Regions from separate parts of the Bicyclus anynana genome. Here region 1 is linked to region 2. The links are chromatin contacts, called in public Hi-C maps. All regions are on one chromosome and are shown on one strand. Each heading gives the region's core, a stretch centred on a gene start, on an enhancer-like site or on the middle of the called end of the contact. The rest is flanking DNA. Distances are from core to core; before and after follow the strand shown.

Region 1 (4,068 bases), core at 1,052-3,551, 120 kb after region 2:
AATTACAGATTATCAGCTTTATCATGAATCACCTAAAGATCGTTCGACAATCCGTTTAGTAGTTTTCAATTGTATCACGAACAGACTGACACGGATGAAGAATTTGTTTTATAATATGTAGATGTAAACTGGATTTCACAATCCAAATGTTAATATCTATACAGATTTTATTTTGCAATCTATATTTTGTTGCCGGTAGAGTCTTTCTTGACGTTTCAATAATGACATGCTCACAAGAAATTTGAATTTGAGCTCAATAATTTTGTACCACTTCCCTCCTTTAGAGCACCGATAACTTCTCAATTTATCACCTAAAACCCATTATTGGCCCATTCCAGGTCATATAAAAGTCATTCTGAAGCTAATACATAACAGTACACTTCCCAAAATTCCACTTTTATAACACTAAGTTGTATAAGCTGGAATGCTCCTGCTCCGTGGCATGCAGCTACTCGGCGCGGAATGCTCGACACGCCCGTCGCATGCCGCGCTGCCGGCGAGCCTGCGGCGAGTCGCCTGGGAATTCGGGCAGCGATTTAATGTGTGCTTAGCGTTTCGAGGACGTCTATTTATAAAGAAATGCGATTACCGAAATGTGTAATATGCTAATATTGGCAATCATTTTGAGTACCCGATATGAGAAATATTTCCATCACGTTCGTAGACAGTTAAACAAATTAGTTATTGGCCTGATATTATTTGCGTAGCGTTCTGAAAGACTTGATTTTCCGATTTTCCGGAATAAAAAGAAGTTCGTAATGCTCAATAACCTTCTCTATCTACCAGTGAAGGTCCCGTTTCTCCTTCCATTCCAGTCCCATCTATCCTTTCAGCCGTTCCAAAGATACGACGATACGACTAATCTTTTGTGGTTTAACTAGAACGAATAAACAGATACAAAGTAATTAGTTTTTTGTTTATTTTTTTTATAATCTTTTTATCGCTCCTTTTAATATTTGATATTTATCTAACAATACTATTTTAACAGAGAACATCCTGCGGTTCCATCCATAATAGTAGTAACAGTATAGTTTCCGTTCCCGTGGGAAAAATACCTATTTATAGATTAAATAACGCCGGCGATCCGAGTCGTACGCGTAAAGTAGCCCGACCTTCCTAACTTTGAAGAACTTTCATACTAAGTTCCTTTCGTGAAGTTGAATTTTCTAAAAATTCTTTGTAGCGAGTCTCTAGTTGAGGCTCGACGTTGCAAAGATATACCTACTATTGCCCAAATTTCAGTTGCTCCGCAGTAATTTCGTCGGAGCGCTGATAATATCATTCATGAGTTATAAATTTTACCGTAGACTGGTATAATGTTTGTTCAAAAAGTATTCAATTACACGTATAATAACACAACAAATTAAATATTTACCGACTCCCCGCGATGTTTAGATGCGAGTACATATAATTATAACACTCAAACAGTGTTCCATCTAAGTTTATATTTGTTAATGAACAAACTCGCACAATGTAAGGTAACGTAAACGAGTTGCGAACTTTGCTATGCTCCCCCTGCCCTCCGACCGCCGCCCGCCGCCCGCCCGGTACATCGTGGCGCGCTAATCAAACATTCTCGTCTTGTGAACATTATATTATACTCCTATATTAAAAACTTGAGTAATACGGTGTCATCTTATGCACTTGTAAAGGCCAGCTAGCCTATTCACTATTTTGGTCTTTATTATCAACTTGTTAAACATCAAATCAACTGCCAAATGTCATCTATTCACTATAAGATATCCACCAGTAGGCACCGGATGATAGAATCTCAATTTGATAATGTCAACTAACTTAAGTCAAAGATAGAGAATTAGCCTGCAGGATGCTCGGTTATACTTCTCTGGAGACTTGAGAGTTCAAGTCCAGAAAACATAAAGTATCGGCTCAGAATTGATCGCGTTTTTCAATTATCTTCAGGTACGATCTGCTTTTTACATCAAGACGCTGCTTTTGTATTGCAGAACTTAAATATAATGTTAGTTCAATCTCTCAATCCATTGCCCATTCATTTGATATAATTAGTATGTAGTTGTCTTCCCTTCTTTCGTAGGACAGGTGCGTTATAAGAAATAATCTGATGATGATGTTGTGGTCGGCAGGGCATCTTCCGGCTGGCGTGCGAGCACGTGGTGCGCACCATGCGGCGCGGGCGCGAGACGCTGCTCACGCTGCTGGAGGCCTTCGTGTACGACCCGCTGGTGGAGTGGGGCGGCGGGCGGCGGCGGCGCGGCGTGCGCCACGTTCGGGCCGCGCGCGCCATGCTCGCCGTGCGCGTGCGCGAGCTGCGCCACACCGCCGCCGAACTCACGTGAGTAGTGAGCTCTGCTCTCTCTGTCATTGGTGGAGCGGGCGGCGACGTGTGCGCCATGCTCGTGCGCGAGCTGTGCCTTTCTCTTCTCCGTCTATGAGTATTACCAGCTCTTTTTGAGCGAGTTCATCGGCATATGTTTCAAGCAATTCGTTTATGATTGCTGAGCAGTCACAGTATCTATACGATCGAATCTTAATCGACTCGTTGGCACGGTGTGAACAAGTCGATTAAAACGTTTGAGTGATTATTAAAATTGTATTTTTTTTTAATTTAAACCATGCAATTAAAAGATTAAACGTATCATATAAATGCGGTGATTAAAGAAAATTAGGCTAAATAATCTACATGTACATATAAATTATACGTATAGCAATTATTTCTTAATTATACTGAGCACATATTCTGTATAATTAAGAAATAATTGCGGGTGCTATTAGTGCTTTCTAGCCCACGGTAAAAGTATCAAATGAAACTTCCCATTCCGTACGAAACGAAAATACACAATTTAGGTGTGTAACATTCGTTATAAAACATTAAGACCCGAGTTCACCGTCTTTCACTTGAACGATGTTTACATAACCGGCCCGTTAAATACTAAACGTAGTTTAAACAACCATTGACAACTTGCAAGTAATACCCCAAATGGCAGGGATTTTTTGAGAAACAGGGATATTTTCTTTTCCCAATTCGGAAAACTTCCGCTTTGAAGGGATTTAGAAAAATGTGTATTGGCAACGCCTATTTATTATTTACGATTTATTATTGTCAATTAATAGCTATTGTGTCAAACACTTTAACGTCTTAACCGAAGTATAACCGGTGTATGCTAGCTTGGTTAAGATAACCGCCCGATTTACGTCCTTAACCGGCATATGAGCTTAGATGAACAGGAAATTTGGACTAAATAGCGTTTAATTTATTGAAAGAGTTTTAAATATTTAAACGAATGTCGGTGAACTTGGATTAGATCCAAGTTTACCGACAGCGTTCTTACAGGAATGTCGTAAAATTATCTATGGCTAAAATTTTACCTGATATTTGAAAAATTCTAAAGAAAGGTCGGTTACAGTATTTATTATGTTTATCTTTTAAGATTTTTAATTTTAATTTTTTAGCTATTTTGATTAAAATCAAAGTTAAAGATTTTACAGACGTTTATAAGATATCAATTACAATTGAACTAATAGAAAACATATTTCAAGGCAATAAATAAAATAAATATTAAAAACTTATACTCAAAGTCTATATAAACAGAATATTGTTTAACACAGACATAGGCGGGGTGAGCCGTCGTTTTATAGAAACAATAACTTTAAACCAACCGAAAAATATTAACTACAAATACACGAAAAACAATAAACTCGACATCATTCGTTCATACACAGCGCGCGCGTCCGATAAGCAGCTCGTCTTCCAGTTTCCGCCTCACAGCGCGCTCACTGCTCCCGGCAGACAATAATGGCCGAGGAAAACATGATCCCGTATTCTCTTATTCGCAACCATTTCGGGAAGCAATAAATACGCAAGGGCGTATCTTTACGAGTCGCTACTCGAGCCCGTATGCAGAGATAATGCCCCCACGCAAATATTTATAGCCCCAGTTATGACGCGTCTAAATATCGCCGATTCCAACCGCTCGGTACAACAATGGAACGCGTTTTATGTAACGAGGCTGGGGAATATTGCTATATACAAGTACCTTATCTTACTGATATGTGCGTGAAATTTTGTATTATAAGATTAGTTGAATTTGT
Region 2 (4,178 bases), core at 1,132-3,631:
ATTGTAATTGTTTAGGTAGCACAATTTAATTATATTTCATTTTCTATAATTTGTATTGCAATGTAAACCACAGATAAGGAAGCTTTAATTTTATTGTAATGACCAAGATACACCTATTACACGATACATCGTAATATAATTAAGACGTACCCTGTAGGAAGTAACGCTATACAAATGCTGTGAAACGATGTAAGCCATAGTACGATAACCGAACTACCTTACCCTACTTTATTGACAGTAATATAGTGTGTGGACAACCTTATGGTACGTGCGGTGCGTGCGGCTATGCGATCACTCTGACTTTTCACAACATGAAATATACGTGCTCGGTGTTGGCTTAGTTCTGTAACTTACAATATGTTTATCACACAATATCAGCTCTTAAATACACCGCATGATCACGTAGAGACACATTAGCACATTCACGATCGCTATACTCGTTTATAACGAGTAAATACATTTCTACAATGCAATGAATATTGTACGACACCACTTGATTGCTTTGCGGTTAACATTTTTTTGTTGGTTTCGTGACATGACAGCGAGGCTGAGCAACCGTTTAAATGCGACAGGGTACCTACTCACTAACAACATTAAAATCTAGAAGCGTTTCACGTTTCCCACTGAACGTTTATCGTCCACAACAGTTACACTACACTGCGTCGGGCGTCCTCGCCGGCCTGTGGACGGGCGTCGGGCCGTCGGGCGCGTACGACGGGTTGCTGTCGCCCCTCTCTTCCACGTAGCCAGCGTTCTCGATGATCCGACACCTGGCGGTGTCTGTCTCGCGTTCCACGTACAGCAATCTCGCTGGCCTCCCTCCCAAAGTCGACAGGCCCGTCGGCGTCCGGGTTATGGAGCCCTCTCGCAGAGCCACGGAGCCGCGCTTCCTCTCCGGCGCAGGGGAGCCCCTGTACTCCGAGGTGTCGGGTCTCTTGCACCGCAACAGTTTGGCGAAAGCAGCTCTGAAGCCGGCGTTCTTCCACGCGTATATCAAGGGGTTGATGCCGGAGTTGGACATGGCGAGCGACGACGTGAGGCGGTACACGATGGGGTTGTGCAGGGGCTCGATGGGCAAGGTCTGCGCGCACGCCACCACCACGAAAGGCATCCAGCAGATGGAAAAGGAGCCCAACACCAGCAGGACCACCTGAAAAATAAAGAAAAAACAGAATGTTATGCGAATTGATAATATAAAACCAAAGACATAATCAATATTTTTTTACGCCACAAATGTATCACATACTTTGAAAGCGACTACTGGTATATTTTATTCTGGTCTATAATTATTCTAAGTACGATGTCTTTACATTATTAAATAAGACTGTCGTACGAAATAATTACATTTCATATACACATCTACTACCATATGTTGGATATAAAATTCTTATAGAAGCACTTTGCGATTATTAGCAGTAGGTAATACCGGCCACCCTTACTATAAAGGCGTCCGCCACCCTTACAAATTGCAAGGGCGGAACGACGGGCTCGGAAATGGTTTCATGAAAAACAAAACGAAAATTTCGCGCACGTTATCTATACTAATATTATAAAGAGGTCAACTCATCCACCATTTGCCACTAGAAAGCCAAGTTATTTGTGAGTCTAATGTCATAGGCTATATTTTATCCTCGTATTCTCACAGGAACAGGAACTACGCGTACGTATTTTGTATTAATTCTGTTTATTTCATTTTAGCCTCACTAGCTCAACAGTAAGAACGGTCGGACTCATCACCGAGGGGTGGTGGTTCGATCCTCGCCCCGTTGGTCTATTGTCGTACCCACTCCTAGCACAGTCTTCCCGACTAGTTGGAGGGAAATGGGGAATATTGGTCATATTATAAAAATATGGCAAATATTCTTTTTTTTTAAAAAAAAAAAGCCCTCTAAACGGATTTTGATAGACTGAATTATAAATGATTCGTCTGATTCCAAAAATACGTTGCAATGAGTCCGTTTAGTAGAATGTTTCGTGCACGAAATTAATTTTGTATTATTGTGAGATACCAACGTGTGGACTAACGGCTTAACCTGCATGTACCTGCATAATAGAATTTTAAACACGATGCGATATTAGCGCGACACGTGTAATACGTTACTGGTATATTTCTATTTAATTTATTTTAGTGACGCAAAAATTTGCATAAATTTTCTACTTTCATCTTGTGGAAAACCTTCTGCGCACTAGCGTGGGCATGTTTCGCTGGAAAGATTTCAGCAGCAGAATCTTAGTAATATAGGATTTACCCTTTGGGTAGGGAACCCTTAGCTCAGTTACCCTCGCGCCTCGTATACCGTCTCGTACCTCGCCTCGCATCTCGCGAAAATGACTCATGTTCACACTCTCGCGATGCGTTCAGTAGTCCTTGTGTCAGCAACTGAACGCGAGCGCCGCGAGTGGCGAAACGAGGAACGAGATGAACTACGAGCGCACTGTTTACTCACTGGCCCGCACTTCGCCTCGAGACTGACTGAGAGTGTTAATGAGGTATAAAAAGCACAGGAATCCTACCTGGATGCTCTTCCAATCGTTGGCACTGGTGGGGCAGCAGGTGTTAGCGCGCATGCGGCGCGCGTGGCACGTGGCCTCGCGCCAGATGCGCCAGTACAGCACGAACATCACCATCCAGATGAGCGAGAACATGGGCGCCAGGATCGACGTCGTGTACGTCTTCGGCACCACCTGGAATGTGACACGGAACTTTTAAAGAATATTTGCCGTATCTTTTAAATATGACCAATATACCCATTCCTCTCCAAGTAGTCGGGAGAAACTGTATTATAGGAGTGGGTACGACAACGGGTAGGTGATGAGTCAGATAACTTTACCGTTGAGCTATTGAGGTTGTAAACTTGTTGACAAAAATCCTTTATTTTACTAACAGAGGCCGCGCGGCTTCACCTGCGTGGTTCCCGTTCCTGTAGGAATACGGGCATAAAACATAGTCTGTAGCACTCGGGAGTAGTGCAGCTTCTTAACAGTGACAGAATGTTGTAAATCGGTTCAGTGCTTTCAGAGCACATTTGATGCAAACATACGATCAAATCTTTCTTCTATTTAAAATGTTTGTTTTTTGTTGAAATCTTGTTATTGTATTGTCTAAATCTTGATTATGCAACTGTCATTCATTTTATAAATGATACTAATTTGGACATTGAAATGGTTCTATTACCAAATTTTAAACCCAGGTCAAAATCAAAGATCAACAGTCGACAACACAGCAGTAAACGAAAGTCAGATAGTAAAGAGTCATCGTCATCATTATTAACCGCTGAACGCTCACTGCTGGACATAAGCCATCTCTAGAGGCCTCCAAACACCACTGTCTTGATTCGCTAGCATCCAGCGGCTCCCCCTAACCCTTGGAACTTCCGGTCTTGAGCTACTTAGGATGCTAGGAGCTGCAAAGCTCTTACCGTCGCTTTAAATAGACTAAAGTATTGGTATAGTAGAGTGACGTTGTAGATCACGTACCACGTTCATCTCGCAGGCCACGCCCTCCTCCCAGTCGTTCCAGAACACGGGTATGCAGCTGATGCACACGGCCACCGACCACGTGGCGCTCATGAGCAGCCGCGTGATCACCTTCGTCATGTAGCGGCTGTAGTGCAGCGGGTGCACGATCGCTATGTACCTGTTGTACGACAACTGTTACAAGATCTGCCTTAGAAACGACCTTCACCCATCTGTTTAATGGATCAAAAGTATATTATATTTATATTACAAATTAGGAAGTTTGTTGCCTAGACATTTAGGCGATTTTTTTGCAATATATTGTTTATCGTACTAATCTATACTAATATTATAAAGAGGTAAAGTTTGTAAGTTTGTCACATTTTTTAAATGGGGTAATCTTCGGAACTACTGGTCCGATTTTAAAAATTCTTTCACCAGTAGAATGCTACATTATCGGGGAGTGGCTATAGGCTATATTTTATATTGGTATCATATATATTAGCCGAGTTATCACAGTTTTTATCATACAGGTCGGACTGAAAATCCTCTTCAACAGACTTATTCGCATGCGCTGCCTTAACTATTTAGTAAAATTGAAATTAATGTATGGAGACTTTATGTATCTTTAAAAGTTCTACAAAAAAGTCCGCGACACCATATATCTATCTTCTATATATTAGCAGATATAGTACCTTTTGTGTTTTAAAAATTATTAATTT

Evidence for each region. Hi-C and Micro-C count contacts between places; a contact is called where the count stands out from the background.
Region 1: a Hi-C map of whole body shows a contact between it and region 2, with 2.3 times the contacts expected there. The contact joins two enhancer-like sites. A contact is called at or near these places in 2 of 2 Hi-C or Micro-C datasets (whole body and whole larva).

What each region holds. Positions count from the first base shown.
Region 1 is chr15:15,886,795-15,890,862 of ilBicAnyn1.1, forward strand. It overlaps LOC112052799 (serine/threonine-protein kinase SMG1), which reads left to right. Exons shown (of 16, transcript XM_052885915.1): 2 at 2,103-2,311. Among protein-coding and RNA genes, the nearest start is that of LOC112052798, 40 kb to the right of the region's middle. Within about 2 kb of position 2,302, at least 8 of the 8 cell types and tissues checked have open chromatin away from gene starts, as enhancers often do.
Region 2 is chr15:15,767,095-15,771,272 of ilBicAnyn1.1, forward strand. The region is part of intron 1 of LOC112052799 (serine/threonine-protein kinase SMG1); the gene reads left to right. It overlaps LOC112045644 (histamine H2 receptor), which reads right to left. Exons shown (of 5, transcript XM_052885916.1): 3 at 3,478-3,637; 4 at 2,515-2,685; 5 at 23-1,150. The coding sequence ends at 653. Among protein-coding and RNA genes, the nearest start is that of LOC112052799, 13 kb to the left of the region's middle. Within about 2 kb of position 2,382, at least 4 of the 8 cell types and tissues checked have open chromatin away from gene starts, as enhancers often do.